Linked DNA regions of Triticum aestivum: region 1 is linked to region 2. A link is a contact called in public Hi-C data. All regions are on one chromosome and are shown on one strand. The core of a region is the stretch at or near the end of the contact, and the rest is flanking DNA. Distances in the headings are between cores, read along the strand shown.

Evidence for each region. A called contact is a pair of places that touch in the nucleus more often than the background predicts.
Region 1: a contact with region 2 is called in a Hi-C map of leaf, with 4 times the contacts expected there. The contact joins the promoter of LOC123054152 here to the enhancer-like site in region 2. A contact is called at or near these places in 2 of 5 Hi-C or Micro-C datasets (both in leaf) and 1 of 1 datasets of contacts at active chromatin or transcription factors (leaf).

Annotation. Positions count from the first base shown.
Region 1 is chr2D:514,884,615-514,887,600 of IWGSC CS RefSeq v2.1, reverse strand. It overlaps LOC123054152 (ORM1-like protein 3), which reads left to right and starts at 1,523. Exons shown (of 3, transcript XM_044477848.1): 1 at 1,523-1,979. The coding sequence starts at 1,794.
Region 2 is chr2D:514,615,763-514,618,721 of IWGSC CS RefSeq v2.1, reverse strand. No RefSeq gene overlaps it. Among protein-coding and RNA genes, the nearest start is that of LOC123054150, 43 kb to the right of the region's middle. Within about 2 kb of position 1,706, at least 2 of the 8 cell types and tissues checked have an H3K27ac peak or open chromatin away from gene starts, as enhancers often do. A contact at or near this core is called in leaf, where this site is marked.

The DNA of each region.
Region 1 (2,986 bases), core at 274-2,773, 270 kb before region 2:
AAGGACGAGTGTCAAAGCATCGAGCGGTTGTCTTTCGAACCGTTTTGTGAGATAGTAACTTTACGTTATAACGTAGGTGTCGGCGAGGACGTTGTCTTTCGAGTGCTCCGCACTCGCTAGACCTCTTGTAAATTGTGCTGCTCTCTTCTATAAAATTAAGGCACACACTTTGCGTGCTCTAAAAAAAGCATCGAGCGGTCCTGAATCGCTAGAGGACGAAAATGCGTTGAAAAGCTAGGTAGCATAGCTGATTTTGTAGGGAGAATACCACAACTCTACCAAAACTAATTGCTCCTACAAAGAATTAAAATAATACTCCTGAAAAATCAAACATGTCCTGGCGAGTTGTGCTGGGTCTTGAGTGCTGCGTTGAACTTGTAGACGCAACTTGCGAGGACTCGTTGCTCAATGTTTTGATATTCTTTGCTGCTCTTTTTGTCCATGAGACAGATGCTACGAGTAAGAAATTAAGCCCCAGACTACTCAGACGACCCGGAGAAGAACCATCGCAAAAGAAAGAAAAGAGGCCCTGTCGTGATCCATGAAAAATGAAATGAAACGGCTTCTTTTGTTGAGCAGGCACATGATAATGATGCTAAATTGGCAATTAACAAAGTTTCTGCGCGTTGGTTACACACACGAACACACGAGCACCTTGTATTTAAGGAACGGAACGCGGCGGGATGCCTGTACTCTCCTCGTCATACACATTCGAGTCAACAGCCTACATTAACAAACAAAATTAGTTGAGTTCAACCTACATCAACATTATGAGGTCAGTGTGCAACTACCCAGCATTCATCACGAAAGAGACCACTACCCGTACCATAAATCTGCTCTTGATGAACAACAGTCCACCTGCACTATGGAGAAGGGGAAATTTTCCTGAAATTTTGATGAGGGCAGCTCATCCGTCGAACATACTCCCTCGACGTCTTATATTTAGAAACGGAGGGAGTATTGTTTAGCAGCTCGATTTGTGGAACCGCAAGCAAAACCCAGGCTCGCTTGGCACTAGTATTAAAGCAGAATCATTCCAGCCACCATAGACAATCTATTTTTCTTTTTTGCGGGAACCGTAGATATTCTTCGAGGGGGCATGATAGGACGAACATCACCGAGCACTGAAAACGACACATTAGTTTATCCAATAAACAGGAGTGAGAATCTAGAACATCTTACAAGTTAGCGCAACTAACCCATCGCAAATCCAACAAGAACATCCCAACCAACAATCGAACAAAATCCAACCAGAACATTCGCTCCCCCAAAAAGAAAACAAATTCAACGAGAGCATCTCGTCTCGCTTTACGGCCGGGTAAAGAAAAAAAGAACCAAAGAAAGGAGGAAGCAGGAGAAAACATTTATATGCTAATAAGAAAACAAAAAGAGAAAATATACTCTACTCAAAATAACCAGGCCAGGCCCAAGCGCGGCCCGCCCGTCGCGATCGCGGTCGCGGCGTGCATCATCCTACGGTCGGCGTCGCTTCGTCCCCGTCGGTCGCCCACCCTCACCTCACCTCTCCTCCTCCTCCTCTCGCAGGAAATACTCTTCCGTCCCCCATCTTTGAACCTTCCTCCTCCTCCGCGCTGACCTACCCCTCACCCTCCCCTCCCCTCCCCTCCCCGGCAACAAACCAGGCCCCTCCTACATAGAGGCAATCCGTTCCGGCCTCTCAGCCCGCAGCAGCACCCCGGCCGGAGCTCCCGCGACGCCGAGCCGGACGGACGGGAGGAGCCACCGCCCCGCAGCACGCGCGCGCTGGTAGGGCGAGGGAGGGGAGGGGATCGATGGCGAAGCTGTACGTGCAGGCGGTGCCCCCGCCGGATCTGAACAAGAACACCGAGTGGTTCATGTACCCGGGGGTCTGGACCACCTACATCTTCATCCTCTTCGTCTCCTGGCTCCTCATCCTCTCCATCTTCGGCTGCACCCCCGGCATGGCCTGGACGCTCGTCAACCTCGGCCACTTCGCGGTACCCGCCTCCCCCCTCTCTCTTATATCTCCGGCTCTCTCCTGGATTAGGATTTCGATGGGGATTGACTGCTTGCTTGGCTAGGCATAGGCGCCCCCCGTGGATCTGAAGGCTTGCGGTTCGAGTTAGTTTACATCGATTGCTTGCTTCGTGCGGTCAGAAATTGGGATAGATCGTTCGCATCTGCCTGCCTATCGCCTTCCCTAACTACAAATTGCTATGGCCCATTCGCCCAATTCTGCCAACTGAATGTTGGTGCTACTAGTATTGGCTTGCTTTCCCACCCTACTGGATGCGCCCCCCCTACTCAACCACTCATCATTCTCGTACCAGCAAGCACTATCCGTAGTTTGAGATGAATGGAATTCCAAACCTCCACGGTATGCGTGTGTTGTGGTGGCGTGCGTTTGTACCGGCTTGTTGTTGATCGTTGCTTTATATATAAAGCGGGGCGAAAGCCTTTTTCGGTAAACCTCCACGGTAGCCTGCATTTCAGTCGATGCACCAAGGTGTTTTAGGATTTCTATCTAATCCTCTATGCATTCAGGTTTCAGCTTACCATCATTTTGTTGTTATGTCTTGCATGTTCCTGCCTTATGAGTATACAGAATAGATAAGTATCACTAGCAAGGATCGATGTCTCTCATTTCCATCCTCGTGTTGAAATAGCAAACCACACTTATGCCCCTGTTGGGTGTATAGTAGGTAAAATAGCAGAGTACACCGATTACCATTCTGTCTGCTGACATACGCTTCCAAAGACTTTTTAGCGCAGAGTTCATATAGTTCTACACTGCTTTTTGGCTTAGATACCATATAGTTATGCAGTGCTCCCTACACTATGTCTGTTTACTATATATATCATTCATGTATTCTTGGATAGTACTGACTACTTGCTGGGGCCAATTAACCACAATTCGCCACATTTCCAACCTCGTATTGTCCTTAATGCACCCTTAGTCAGTATCTATATCCAAAGCATTTCCTTGGTCACTGTGGAGCAGGAG
Region 2 (2,959 bases), core at 457-2,956:
TTGCTAAGTATTTGTGGTTAGTTAGTAAGGTTTTTTTTTTATCTATTGGACAGTGAGCGTTTTCCGTACATTGTCCTGTTGATGATTGTGGTATAAACATGTGTATTGTAATGGTGTTTAACATTTTGTGATATTCATATACAAGACAATGATGTTAGTGTAACTAAGTCCTAAATTATAGTTCAAGGGTATTACAGACTCTTCATGTGACGTGAGAAAATACGCTGAATGACAGAATCTGGAAAGAACTAGATGGCTTATTTTTATGGACTCATTTCCACAACAGCTTATTTGGGGCTTATTTCGAGAGCAGCTTATTTTCATGGAGCGACTTAAAAGAACCGGCCCTTATACTCCCTCCATCCTCAAAAGCAGCTTTTGGGACGGAGGAAATATTTGTGAACGGAGGAAGTAGGAGTGTATCTCCCGCCATCAGTGGAGTGGTAATAACCAGAGTAGTGCTAGTACGAAACTGAAACGACAAGAGGAGGAGGAGGTCCCCGTCCGATGCACACTCCACGCGGCAACCAGACGTACGTCGCAAGAATCCAATGCCTGTGATCCGCGGAAAGGAACGCATGGAATTCCACGATCCTCTGGGTTTCACGGGCAGGCAGGCAGGCCGACTGCAGCTTTCAATCGCCCTCCTATCCCTCCTAGTTTAATACGTACTAGCATCTCGCAGACCCCTCTTTACAAGTGATTGTTAGTATTAGAACCGGCCATTAGCATGTCTGCTCAGCTCACCGCACACTTCGTCCTCTTCCTCTTTCCCTCGTCTTGTCTCTAGCTGCTTGGGACGTTGCGATCCAGGAGAATATTGGGTTTCCGAAGCAACAACTTGGGGAACGATCGAACTGGGAACGGGACAACGGTGGGTTTTGTTCTCTTCCTGTCCCGGCCCTGTACTACTAGTATAAAACTGCTGTTTGGTCACGCGTGATGGTCAAGCCGCAGTCAAGCTGCTTTGAAGATGGATAATACATATATATGGTTATGGTCACCACAGTCTCACAAGAAGAGTTCAGAACAGAAGATGTGGGAGCCGTCGTGGCATGGCATGGATGATGCATCGGCCCATTTTCGCTTCAACACACAGTGTTTAGCACGCAGACATGGATACACATGGTCTGCTTGGATTTTCGAAAACCACTAACAGTGTGTTAGCTCCGCAGATGCATGCTGCCGTGCCGCTGCCTCATCCGAAGGCGGTGGAGAATACAGGGATGTTCCGAGCAAGACCTTTTCCCTTGGTGGATTTACTACTTTTCCTGCATCACTCGGATCGCGCCGCGGGAATAAGAGATGCGGCGAAAATGCGAGGATTGGCTTTTCCTTTCAACAAAGAACAGCCTTCGCGGATTCCAAACATCTTCTCTGACTGTGTACACACTCGTAGCATACACACGCGCTTTGAAGAGACGCAATACGTCTGTCCTTGACCGACGATCTCTTCAGACATCTAATCAGAAGAAAAGGAAGACGGCGACGCGATCGCCAGCGCAAGCATCCACAAACGGCCAGCGGTGGAGAATTTCACGGCTACCCATTTATAAAAACCTGAGTGGATTCGCTCGCCATCACACGGAAGGAAAACCCGTTGGCACGCTTAATCGAGCCCCGCGATTGGCCCAGACGAGGCTGGACATGGACAGGTTAGCACAACAGCGGCGCCCGACAGCGCGCCCCGGATTTCAACTCCGGGTCGTCGCGCGTCTCCAACCGTCGCCGTCGTGACCTCACCTCCTCACCGCCTCCACTCGGGCACAGGACGTGCCCAGTTTCTCGACCGGTCAGCCTCTCTCGAGTCAGAGGTCGCAAGAATAGCCCAACGGACGGACGGAAGATCGTGGTGCTGCTGGCGCTTGAAGGTCAAATCAAATCCGCCGCGTATCCGGCCCAACCATGGCGCTGTCCATGCATATTCCTGCACGAGCCGAGACACGGCAAGGCTATGGCAGCCGCACGCGCCCGCAGTAGCAGGGATTGACTTGTGCGCGCTGCGTGCCGGCCGGCGGCGGCCAAAGTGCGGCGCGCACGGACGGACGGACGGCCTTCCTGCACCACGGCAGTGGCTTCTTCGTCGTCTCCCGGTGGACGGGGCCACGCGCCGGCCCGACGGCGCAAGCTACGCGGAGGAGGCGAAGGCGGGGCCAAGGTGTGTGACCCGGAGCAGAGCACTGTCCTTGTGGGAGAGGGATGAACGATGATCGATCGTGGAGGTCGCTTTCGCGGGTCGACCTCGGCGCTGGAATTTGACATCCTCCTGCTGCCTCTGGTCTGGTGGTTCCGATCAGGTGAGTTCCTGGCGCTATTGCGGTCGGGGCCCCGCGGCTGATGGCTCTCTCCCGCCGCTCTCCACTCAGATTCAGCCTGCCTACCTGATTCCCATTGTCTGCGACTCTGCGTCTGCGTCTCCTGTTTTTTGTTGATTGATCCGGAGGGCCGACAGTTTTCGTGCCAAAACGGTCGCCGGACTGTGCAGGTGCAGGAAGCCCGGGTGCGTATCTTTTTTCTTCTCTCGGTCCGGGCATTCCATCGCATTGGTGAAAACAAAGAAAGCAACAAAGTGTATTCTCAACTCCCTATCTCACGCGGATTAGTCCGAAGGCTCAACTGAAAGCTACGCAGTTCACGGAAAAAAAGATACAAAAATTGCGTCATTCGCACAGGCATGGCGAGCGAGCGTTGATCTGGGCCGGCCCGTTAAGGCGTTTTAGTGATCCATGTTTAAACAACGTTCTAGGAGGGTCCCAACTGGTTTTTTCGGTTTTGGGAACCTTCTCGGAGGTTCCTGGACCGGTTTTTTCTTTCTATTATTGTGATTTCTTTTCTTTTTTTTTTCCTTTTTCAAATTTATTTTTTGTGTTTTCCAAAAAATGTGGGTAAATACATTTTTTTTTTGCGTTTATCATAATTTTTCACAACTTAAAAAATGTTCCTGGTCTCAAATTTAGTT